2 separate regions of the Danio rerio genome follow, and region 2 is linked to region 1. The links are chromatin contacts, called in public Micro-C maps. All regions are on one chromosome and are shown on one strand. Each heading gives the region's core, a stretch centred on a gene start, on an enhancer-like site or on the middle of the called end of the contact. The rest is flanking DNA. Distances are from core to core; before and after follow the strand shown. Region 1 overlaps slc2a4rg (SLC2A4 regulator). Region 2 overlaps slc2a4rg (SLC2A4 regulator).

Region 1 (6,123 bases), core at 2,218-4,717:
GTAGACTATCGAAAAAAAATTAGCTTAAAGGGGCTAATAATTTTGTCCCAAAAATGTTTTTTAAGAATTTAAAAACTGCTCTTATTCTAGCCAAAATAAAACAAATAAGACTTTTTCCAGGAGAAAAAATATTATCAGACATCCTGTAAAAATGTCCTTGCTCTGTTAAACATCATTTAGGAAATATTTAAAAAAGAAGAAAAAAATAAAATGGGGGCTAATAATTCTGACTTCAACTCTCTCTTTCTCTCTCTTTCTCTCTCTCTCTCTCTCTCTCTCTCTCTCTCTCTCTCTCTCTCTCTCTCTCTTCCTCTCTCTCTCTCTCTCTCTCTCTATATATATATATATATATATTTATTTATATATATATATATATATATATAATTTCTTAACCTCATTTCCTTTCTGATTTAATCAAACGCATGTAATGTATTTAAGCGATTTGATGTCTTCTTGTTTAGAACCATTTCAGTGTGGTCATGTCATTGGCCCATGAACATTTCCTACTTGTTATGAAACAATTTCATAACTGTAACAAGAGGCAATTCAATCATAACTTATTGTTAAAACAGCTGTCATAACATTTTTTATCAATATGTGGCTCTTTTTGAATTCTCAGTAGCTATAGAAATAAAAAATGTAAAACAGGAAATACGTTGGGACCATGGTTTTTGTTTACATCCCTCAAAATATTCTATACATACACATATTGCATTGTAAAAAAAAAAAAAAGTTTTACACAATCCCTTTATGTCGTCCCAACGTAAATCTATTCGTTAAACTTAATGGTTGTTGCAATTTTAAATTGATTGAACATTAAAGTTGTCCCAAAAAAAACCTTAAAAATTGTGTTGTTTAAGCTCATTGTATAAGTAGTTTGAACAAGCAAAAAAAATGGTTTTTGGAGTGCTGCTGTACATGGGCACACACACACACACACACACACACACACACACACACACACACACACACACACACACCAAAAAAAGTCCTGCGTTATGAGCTTATGAGCCATTTAAGTAGACCATCTTAAGATGCATTTAAACTAATAGCTCCTATTTTTCTGTACTACTCTACTCTGATATGTTTACTTTCTTTTTATATTGCAGCTGATACTTATGCAATTAAAGGTACCTAAGGGAATCGTTCAAAGCGTTTAAAGCATTTTTGTTTTGGTGCTGAATTTACCAATTGCAGCTTTATGGTCCAAAATACGGCTCTGGTCGAAGTTGGGAAATTACTGCCAGACATAAATCCAGCACCAGATGCCTGTTCTGACCCCAAACATCTTCGTGGCTCGTCCAAGAAAAAAAAAATATGCGACAGAACTGAAAACAAGTTTGTTTTTTCTACCAGACCTGAACTCTTGTCGAGGAATGCTAGTTGTGGATTTGTTGTTTGTCTGTAGGGAAACGAAGAGCCAGTTAATCAAATGTTTTTACTGGCTTTACTGCCTCGATTGCCCTAAGCTATACTGTTTACTTTCTTGATTATAGTTTTCATTTGTTATTTTGCTCATATTTCGCTAGTCGTTATAGCTCCTTTGCAGATTGTGGTGTGCCACAGAGAGTGAAGAAATTTCGACCTCAGCTTGTGCATAGATTTTGCTACTGGGCATGTTGTTCATCATTCTATGGAAGCTGTTTTGAGCGTTTCTTCTAAGTTTTCTCTAGTGGTGGAACAAATCACAAATCTCACGGTTAGGATTATATTATGGTTTTTTAGTCACAGATCTGACATTTTTTTATCAGCAAAAAGGAGAGGACTTAATGTAATTTGCTCACAATAACAATACTACAGCAAGGAGCTTTTGCTTTTAACAAACATAACTTATAGAAGAAAATCAAGAAATTACCAGTTGATTAAATCAAAGATTCAAATATAATATTCAATACCCAGTTGTTAAAGTGCAACAGATTAAAAACAAATTTTCATACTGTTGCTGATAATCTTAAATCTAAAGCATTATAATATTGTTAACAGAAACAAATCATTGTATTTATTTATTCCTGTTAAATTTTTAATTAACGATTTAACAACTCACTCATAAAAATGTCATTTTTGATTAGTGGATGATTCTTATTAGTCTGAATTTTTCAGTGACAGATTTTAAATTGTTGTTTGTCGCGACCTACTGGTACAATACTGGTTGAAAAATAAAGACTGAACCTCTTTCAAATGCTGATATAAACTTACTACAGATATCATCAAAAGAATAATAAACATATGCAAAACTTGTTTTTATAAAACTTGAGGTTTTATATTTAACGTTGCATGGGTGTTTGAATCGAGATCCCCATCTTTTAACAATGTGCAGCCATATACTGACTGGCAAAAGTCTTGACTTCTAGACTAGTTGATCATTTGAAAAAGTGGCAGAAGGTAGATTTTTCCAATGAATCATCTATTAAACTGCTTCCCAATCATCACAAAAACTGCAGAAGACCTATTGGAACCCACATGGACACAAGATTCTCATAGAAATCAATCGAGTTTGGTGCTGCCCATTACATTACAAACCACAGGAGTGGGTGAATTCTTCAGCAGGAGATCGCTTCTTCAGCCTCCATATCAAAGTTACTGAAAGCAAAGCAAAACAAAGCAACTTCTTTCATCATTATATTTAATAGAAAAATCAAAATTCTTCTGTATATGTGATTTTGAGTGATGCGGGAAGCATTTTGAATTCTTCAGTTTCTCCGTTAGCCATTAGCTATGTTTCCATTCGCCATTTTGGAATATTGCATAAAAAATGCTTAATGAAAACTTCAAAATGTGCATTTTTAATCTGCATTAAAAAATTTTTAAAGCTTTTTGTCATCTATTACATAAGACAAAAAACACATTGACCGCAGCAAATTCCAATGTTCTTCTTGATGTTTGGGTGCCAGGTTTTATTTAGGAAGTGGCCATTTTTCTTATTTTGACTGATGAAACCAATGCTTTTTAGCAAATGTTTTATGCATTAACATGCAGTGTTGCGCATAGTTTGCATATTTAAATATAGGTATTGTTGTTGACTGATTAACATGCCTCTTTCACAGTAGCACAACTTCACTGTATGTAATGAATCACTTCAAGCAATAGTTAAAAAAATTAATATTAATCCACAAGTCACGTGGGTACAGAACTGTGGGTTGGGATCTGCATAAATCAATTGCAGTCCGTTGCGATCCTAGTTTTCTCTGATCAAGCGGTGTTTAGAATACTCCTTTTTGTCCTAACAAAATGAGCCTATTATGTGCATGTGTGGATAACTTTACTGATTTTACTGCTCCCCGTCCAGCTGTAAATTATACTATGATTCTTGGCCTTGGATTGAAGTGCAGGAACTGGAGGAAAGCACCGCTGAGGCTCTCTCTCTCTCTCTCTCTTTCTCTCTCTCTCTCTCTCTCTCTCTCTCTCTTCTTTACCATTCACACACCCACATCTTACATAACCTTTTTCAGTCATAGTTGAAAGCATTTTCAAGCTTTTCTTGGGAATAAATGGCAGCCTGCTCTGACTTCTAAGAACAGCTGGATCTCTACAGTACCTATTCTGTCAATCCTCCTTTTTCCAGATGAATCTGTCACGCCTCCAGTCAGTTTGGTTTTTCATGACACTCAGGAAATCATCTGCACTTTGATATGTTTAGTCTTCGGCAGATATTGTAGAAAATGGATGAGATCTAGGTATTTTTCTATTTTGTCCTCAATGCTGCACTGACCCAGTGGCCCTTACACTTTGCTCCGGATCATGGCACCATATTTAGGGTAAATCCCAACAATATGAGAGTGCCGTTTCAGGATCAAGGCTGCTTCGCTGTCTTACACTGTTCTCATTCACTCAAACCCACACACTCGCACAAAGATTACTTTAATCCTTGTGAAATAAATATCTGCTCTCTGAAGCAATCTTCACTGATATAAAGCAGCGAAAACACACTTTGATAATATGACATTCTAGGTGTCGGTGCATTTTCTGATGTTCTCTTTGGTTTTAGATGTACTCTGAAACAATATTCATGCTTAAAATGAATCCAGGATTGGATTTTAAGTCCTGTACATTGACTAGTTAGTGACATGGGATTTCTTGCAGTGGATATACTGCTTTGCCAGCACAATTTGCAGTAGAATTATGACAAGAAACTTTTCTTTAAACAAGCAAAGAAACAAAAAAGCAAAAATGGGAATAGAAATGAGACGTTAACATTTAAAGTAAACATGAAACAAAAGTCTCTATTGACATGCAGGAACAACCTATTCTCCAAAAAGTCTCCATTTTATGTTATCTTTATGATTTGTTCCCCTAATTTGATTGTGGTATGTGGCCTGACTTAAGGCTTGTTGAAGCATTTTTCCCTCCAATCTTTTTTGTTCATCTTATGGTGTCACTAGGATTATTTTGTACTTTCCAATGGAGTCTGAACATCCCATATACTCATTATTTTGGACCCAATTTGCACTCCCTGTTATCCGAGCTCTATAGCCTTGTCACAACAGATTTTTTGTTTTGGATTAATTTGGATTGTTTTACTACTTCCATACTGAGTCAGTGTCTACCAGATTTGGGCTTAGTTTCCACCGTCCAGTGAGCGAGTGTCTTTTTGTCCCTTAAAAAAAAATTCAATCTTCCAATCCGTGGTGTCATTACACATAATTAACTGCTGATTGAGTTGAAGGCTTTTTCATCCCTATAATTTTGACCCAATTTGTGGCCAAAAAAAAAGTCTTCATTGTGTGTCATCATTGCGATTTATGTGCCAGTTTTCCACCCCTAATACCTATCTTTAACCCCTTATACAATGTTTAACCCCTAATACAATAGTTAATAAAAGTAATTGAGCTGCACCAGGCCTTGGTTTGTCCCTAAATCTTTCTCCAAATCTAAATCTCCTTAAAAAAAGTCCAAGACAAGTTAAAGGGTTAGTTCACCCAAAAATGTAAATTCGGTCTATAATGCTCACCCTCATGTCGTTCAAAATCCCTGAGACATTCGTTCATCTTCTGAACACATATAACAATATTTTAGATGCAATATTCAAGAGCTTTGGAATATTCTGAAGCAACAAGAACACTTTTGTGTGGAAATAAAAATAAAAATAATGACTTCAGTTCAATCATCAGTGCACAGCGCTCTCATGAATGTGCACCTTATACTGACATTGAGGAGTAGAAGTGGTTTATTGTTTTTGTATTTTTTACCTGTTACTACAAATAAAGACATTGTCAGGTAGAATAAAGGAAATGGAAGTGATCACCAGTGAACCCAAACAGCCAACAAGCATTTAAAAATATAATTAATGCTCCTACAGAGTGGCACGGTGGCGCAGTGGGTATCGATGTCACCTCACAGCAAGAATGTTGCTGATTCGAGCCTCGGCTGTGTCAGTTGGCATTTTTGTGTGTTTGCATGTTCTCCCTGCTTTTGCGTGGGTTTCCTCCAGGTGCTCCGGTTTCCCCCACATTCCAAAGTCATGCTGTACAGCTAAATTGGGTAACCTAAGTGGCCGTAGTGTATGTGAGTGAATGAGTATGTATGGGTATTTCCCAGTGATAGGTTGCATGGCGACCACTGATTGTTAAAGGGACTAAGCCGAAAAGAAAATGAATGAATAAATGGATGAATGCTCCTACAGACATTTTTGAGGATGTTTTGTTTGTCTAGATTTTGAACAAGCTGGGACCGTTGCTCTCTATGGAGGATAAGGGAGCTCTCTAATTTCATCTTAAATAACTTGTGTTCCAAAAATGAACGGAGGTCTGAGAGTGAATAATTAATGACATACTGTGTATCCGGAAAGTATTCATAGCACTTCACTTTTTCACATTTTTTATGTTACAGCCTTAAATTAATTTATTTCCTAAAAATTCTACACACAATACCCCATAATTACAATGTGAAAAAAAAGATTTATTGAAATTGTTGCAAATTTATTCAAAATAAAAAAACCTGAAAAATCTCATGTACATAAGTATTCACAGCCTTTGCTTAATACTTTTTGATGCACCTTTGGCAGCAATTCCAGCCTCAAATCTTTTTGAATATGATGCCACAAGCTTGGCACACCTGTCTTTAGGGATTTTTCCCCAGTCCTCTTTGCATTACCTCTCAAGCTCTATCAGGTTGGATGGTAAGCGA
Region 2 (6,445 bases), core at 957-3,456, 48 kb after region 1:
TTTATCTGACTTTTTGTATTAAAGGGCAAAATTGTATTACAACTAATCTATTCATATAAATATATTTATAGATTTTAATATAAGATTGTGCTGTGAATTAAATATAAAATTGTGTATGGAATGCATGGTCAATGCACCCTGATGAACTGAGATATCGAATTGAACAAAACCGATGATGTAATAATTGTAACCGAACCACTGTAGGTTCACACCTCTGTTACAAATTTCCTAAATATATTGTGAAATATCTGACATTCCAATTATTAAATATGCGTAAAAGCATGTATTAATGAATAATTATCATATTATTTAATCTATGATACGTGATTGGCGCTGCCATGGTTGTCTGCACTGCAGAGGAGAGATTAGAGCTGCTGGATTTACAACATGTAAATGTATCATCTACTCTAAAACTACTCGGCTGTTTTATTGGGAGAAGAAAAGACTAAATTATGTTTTGCACAACTTCCTTCCATTTAAATGTCTGAAATCTAAAATAAACGTTATTTGAAAACAGCGGTGATACGGTGGCTCGGTGGTTAGCACTGTCGTCTCACGGCAAGAAGGTTGCTGGTTTGAGTCTTGGCTGGGCATTTCTGTGTAAAATTAGCATGTTTGCTTTAAATGTCACTTAAACTGTATAAAAGTGTCATGAAAAAAATCTAGTAAAATATTATTTACTGTCATGGCAAAAATAAAATAAATCCATTATTAGAAATTAGTTATTCAAACCATTATGTTTAGAAATGTGCTAAAAAAAATAAACAGAAATAAACTGAATTTGTGGGGGAAATAAACAGGAGGACTAATAATTCAGGAGGGCTCATAAATCTGGCTTCAACTGTATATAAAATACATAAATTTCATAGAACAATCCCTCTGTACAAAAAGGACAATATTTCCAATTGGCAAAAGACAAATTTAAAATATATTAGAATAGGGTTGGGCGATGTCGACCTATTTGGCGTCGTATGATGTATAATATGAAACATTGTGATGTATGAAGGCATCTTCATCACAGGAGGTGGTGAATTAATTATTTATGAATAATTAAGGAATTCATAATGAATTAATTATTTGTAGCCTACCATTTCAACTACCTGACCCACATAGTATTTGTTTTTGTCTCAAACAAATCATAAATAAATAAATAAATTTTACACACAAATTACCACCTGTCCATCACTTTTTCCGCAGAACTGGTATGAATATGCAGAGTGGTCTGTGTCGTTATAATGGCGTCCACAAACAGCAACCAACCAACAGTATCTGAGGGTTTCTCTAAAATTACTAGGTACAAGCGTGAAAGCGAAAGATTAAAGTGACACATTACCTGATATTTTCAAAAGACAGAAGAGTCGTTAGATAAAGACAAGATGAATTAAATATCAAGTTTAACAACTATCGTTTGACCCGATCCAGCAGTACATCCTTGATAAACTGTCCGATGTGTACTGCTCTTTGGGGCTTTGTGCTCGAAGCCCCCGCTGACTGCCTGGAGCTTAGACTTGCACGCATACCACTGGAGCGTGTACCAGAGTGTGTGTGTGCATTGTCATGTGATCGTGTGGACACATTTTCAGCGGTATTGTGTGAATGGAGAGCTGTTTAGAAATGCTAGGTAAAACCCAGTGTGGAGAGGCCTACGTAAAGACGTATTAATGTAAACGGGGCCTAAGTGTGTGCTTTTCACGAGTGGGTTGTTGCTGTAACGGGCCCGGGGCGGAGGATCGTGATGCCGACTTAGCATCATGATGTCTGTTGGTGATGGCATCGTCCATCGACCCAACCCTACATCATTGACTACATCAACATGTATTTCATATTCTGCTAGTTGTTTGTTGAATCATTATGTAAGGTAATCCACTTAATTATATGCATAAATATTTCAACATGACGTCTGTTAACACTCATTCCCTCTCCCCTCTCTCTGATCTCCCTCATTTCTTCCTTTTTTTTTCTCTCCTCTATTTTACCCCAATATTACAGCCATCAACCATGCACATAACTGTATAAACAACACACAGCTGAGTCTCACCTGTGAGCAAGACACTAAACAGTTAACAGGGCATTTCATTCAGCCGCACACTAAACCCTGGTGTTGATTTACAAACATGAGTAAACTCTCTCCCACACACACGCTGAATAAATACGGCTGATAATCGAGCTGTTCTGTGTGGGCACAAACCAGAGGCCGAGTGCTAGTGTTTATTACTGTGCTGGAATTTTCCATTACTCGTGATGAGTTCAGCGCAGTAGGGAGCTGCAATACGGCCTAGAGAAGTGTTTACTGTGGGATTCGGCCTTGCTCAAAAGAAAGAACGGCTGCTTAGGCTTAAAGAGAGAGCAAAGCAAGGCCCACCTAACAGATGTGTGTTGTTTATGTTGGTGTGAGAGAGCACTAAACATCTGGATTTGCTTGATGTTTTCGGTTTTAGTTGATCTAGAACTTAAAGTAAGCGTGCTCTGGAAGTTGCCGGAAGACTTTTATTTCATTATGTTGATGCACTTCCAACTGAAACAGAATATTGAGTTGTGGGCTGGGCTTTCATTGGCGAATCGTTCCCTTATAGCAAACTAACGGTTAGAGAAGGTATTAATATGCAGTTGCTATGAAAGCCTTAATGTTAAAGTTTACAGAAGAACTGCCACTTCAAGCGTGGTAGTGTTCAATATTTAATTGAAGACTATCAAAACAAACCGTTTTTTCCCGTAAATTAACTTCACAGAATAACACTGTGAGCTAGCAAAATAAGCACTGTAAATTTTGATATCATGTGGACTTTAAGATTGGTTTTCATGCAGCATTGTGAATGAACTTTATGATTTGTAAGTTGAGAAAGTAGGAATATTACATGCATTACACTGTTCAAAAACTAGAAAACTGGGGCAAACAATCAGTTATAATTAATGAAAGTTGCTACGACAGGGAAAACCGCTGTAGCTTTATTTCCCTACATAATAAATGACCTTAAATCAAATGACATGTGCAGTGACAAACAGAGTCATGTGGTCTTGCTTTCTGATTCTTGATGTTTGTAAACACAATTGTGACACTGAACCACATGAAGCAGTCTTATGTTACACTGTTTTATATATATATTGATATATATATATATATATATATATATATATATATATATATATATATATATATATATATATATATATATATATATATATATATATATATATATTGATATATTGATATATATATATATATATATATATATATCAAAACTTAATAAATATATAAAATCTATTGTAAATATATGAAAACCTATTTTTTTATTAGTAATATGCATTGCTAAGAACTAAGTTTGTCTAACTTTAAAGACAATTTTCTCAATATTTAGATTTTTTTTTAATGTTTATTCAGAATCCAGATTGTATTTTGGCCAAATTTTGTCCAATTCTAATAAACGATATATCAGTAGAAAGCCTATTCATTCTTATTTCAGATTATGCAAAATATTCATTTATAAAATTCAATGTCATGTGTTCAAGAGAAGAAAATCATCACATTCTGGGAAACTGACATAATTAATAAATAACCATAACAACAAACAAAACACGTGTTTGAAAAGCCTTGTTAGTTTTAACCCCTTCTTAGCACACAGAAATTCTGTCAGAAAGTACATTGCATAAATAATAAACTAACCTCTCTTTATGTGAACTATCAAATACACACAAGTTTTTGTAAAAAGCACACAAAAATGTGCATAAAGTATGTGTGAATGAATGTAAACAGTGGGGGAATAAATTTCATGAGTATCAGCATATTAGACCGGTCAAGCAAAATATCTCGGACATGAAAACAACACACTATTGACACAACTCATCTAGGCTCTGCTCCTATTATTTAAATGCATGTTTTGTAAGGTGTGTGTCCACAAAAGAAAACTTGCGAACTACAATAAACTTAAATTGAGGGATTTCTCAAACTGTACTGTAAAGACCTTTTGGCTTCATGATTTTGCATGCCTTTTTCAGGAACATTACGATCCATTTGAGATTAAATGTGCATCTTGGTGTTATCGTTCGTCACTGTTAAGAGTGTCAAAGTAGCTAGAAGTCATTAATTTTCAATGCGTGGCTTGTTTTGGATAAAGTGGGCGTCAAAAAAAAGTTGAAATCAGGTCAACTTTATGGTAATGAAATATAACAGGGTTCGATGGAAACCTATCAGAAGGTTTTAGTCGACCACTTGAGAGGATTCCAGACAATTTGGACTAATAAACTTTGGGCTACAGACCACATTAATTCCCAAACAAAACAAAGGCTGAGGTTGATGATTGTTGTGCAGGTTTCTCGGTTTGTAATGTAAAATGTGCAAAAATTACCATTAGCGTGAAGACTTATTATTATTATAGTTATTGAACATCTTCTATAAACAGCATGCAGAAATTAGACTAGCGCTTAAACATGAACACAAATATCTCACTACACAAACAGCATAAGATTGGTTTATTTAATTTAAAAAACAGTAAACTTGTTTGATTGTGAGGGTGGCCAAAGCAAATTCCGACACTCTCGCCAGGCGGCGGTGTAAATGCAAAGTTACTATTTTATTTACTATGTATGTGTACCATGTATGTAATTTTTATGTACCTAAAATGTACATAACAGTATATGGATGGTAATATAGCTAATGGTTTAGAAACCTAATCTCTCTCTCTCTCTTTCTCATTTAACAGGAGTCCTTCTGGTCATGCTGATAAAGAAGTAATGGCCGCCACCGTCCTGACCACACTGTCCACCAGCCCGTTGGTGCTCAACCCTTCTTCCAGCGCCTCAGGTTAAACTCTGCCCTTACTATCTATACCTCCTGTGCTGACTTACTAACACTCATTGCTTTGTTAAATGTTAGTTCTCAGAGAATCCATGTTGAATGGCAGCTTGTCAAACAAGCTCTAAACCTCTTGAAGTGCCCTAAAGGACTCCTGCTTTCTTTGTTTTCAGATGTTTTAAATAGGAAACGGCTTTAACGAAGTGTGTGATTTGTTTGTCGCCAAACAAAATAACAAGAATAGTGGTTTATTTTAAACACTGACTTCTAGTGAAACCAGTCCATACTGTTTCAAACAGTCAAACGGACAATTATTCAGATCAGTAAGTCATATAATTTACCTATTATTTTAAACTGTAAAATTAATACATTAATAAACAAATATTTTACAGTTTTGAATTGTATTATGGTATTACTGTATTCAGGATGCTTTCACATTTCAGGGTGCAGAGGTTTGTTTTGGAACCTGACTCGTATGCTTAGTTAGTGCGGTTCGTTTGGCATATGTGAATCCCGCAATCACACTTAAATCCGCCTCAAAACAATCAGTCTAAGATCACCTGAATAAAGGGTCTAGGGTCAATTAAAACGAATTCTGGGGCAGATCTATTATAGTGAGAAAGCAAAACGAACTAACGAACCTGGTTATATCACAGTGTATTATGGCTGTGTAATGGCCATACATACAGCAATATGAAAAGAGAATCATGAGTAGGGAGGGACGTCATTCCTACCAGTAAATCTGCATTTCATATCGAGTAAGAAGTTAAAAAGCATATCAAAGTATTACCGAGTGCTGTTTATCTGAAATAACCATCTGATATTTTTTCTTATTTTAATCTTATAATATTTTCTAATAGGTCTATTGTTTTGTTTATTTCTACACTGACACTTTGAAAGAAATCTCATCTGACTGGAGTCTCGATTCACCTGTAACTTCTCTCTATAAAGTAAGCCTATAATACATAAATCTAGCCATTTTTTAAGCTCAAAATTAATAATGAAAACAAAGTTATTAAATGTCTTGACGAGCAATAGATTGATCAATTGATTCAATAGATAGATTTGAACAACCCTAAACATCTGTAATGAGGCCATGTATGAGAAAGTCTTACCTCTGATTTATATTTGGTGATGGAAGTTAAAGTGAACCTTTTCGCATATAATTTCTCATCATCATAAATGAAAATAGCAAGTATGACAGCTGAGCGGAATCCATGGGACTAATTAAAAATAAACTGACCAATGTAAGGAGAGTTTACACGCATGTGACCTTTTAAACTATTTTGGTCCATTTAGAAACTTTGCCTTGTGAAAGTGAATCGCACCAAGAACAAAAGCAACGTTGTAATAATTTTAATCCCTGTTTCAGAACAAAACAAGGTGTGAAAGCACCCTCACAGGTTTATCTTTACATTGTGTTTACATTGAGAGAGAGAGAGAGAGAGAGAGAGAGAGAGAGAGAGAGAGAGAGAGAGAGAGATCCATACGTTTTATTGTTTCAAACTATTAAAAATAGTAATTTTTTAAGTGCAGAGGTACATTTTCAAAACTAAAACTATAATTTATAAAAATATTATGAAAACATTATATATATTACAATATATAATTATGTTATATTTATATAACATTATACAATATTTTTTAATGTAATTT

Evidence for each region. Hi-C and Micro-C count contacts between places; a contact is called where the count stands out from the background.
Region 2: a Micro-C map of caudal fin shows a contact between it and region 1, with 2.4 times the contacts expected there. The contact joins two enhancer-like sites. A contact is called at or near these places in 2 of 18 Hi-C or Micro-C datasets (caudal fin and an unstated tissue).

Annotation. Positions count from the first base shown.
Region 1 is chr23:16,162,449-16,168,571 of GRCz12tu, forward strand. The region is part of intron 2 of slc2a4rg (SLC2A4 regulator); the gene reads left to right. Among named protein-coding and RNA genes, the nearest start is that of slc2a4rg, 33 kb to the left of the region's middle. Within about 2 kb of position 3,468, at least 9 of the 62 cell types and tissues checked have an H3K27ac peak or open chromatin away from gene starts, as enhancers often do. A contact at or near this core is called in caudal fin, where this site is marked.
Region 2 is chr23:16,212,050-16,218,494 of GRCz12tu, forward strand. slc2a4rg (SLC2A4 regulator) reads left to right here. Exons shown (of 9, transcript XR_012398873.1): 3 at 4,698-4,798. Among named protein-coding and RNA genes, the nearest start is that of slc2a4rg, 83 kb to the left of the region's middle. Within about 2 kb of position 2,207, at least 26 of the 62 cell types and tissues checked have an H3K27ac peak or open chromatin away from gene starts, as enhancers often do. A contact at or near this core is called in caudal fin, where this site is marked.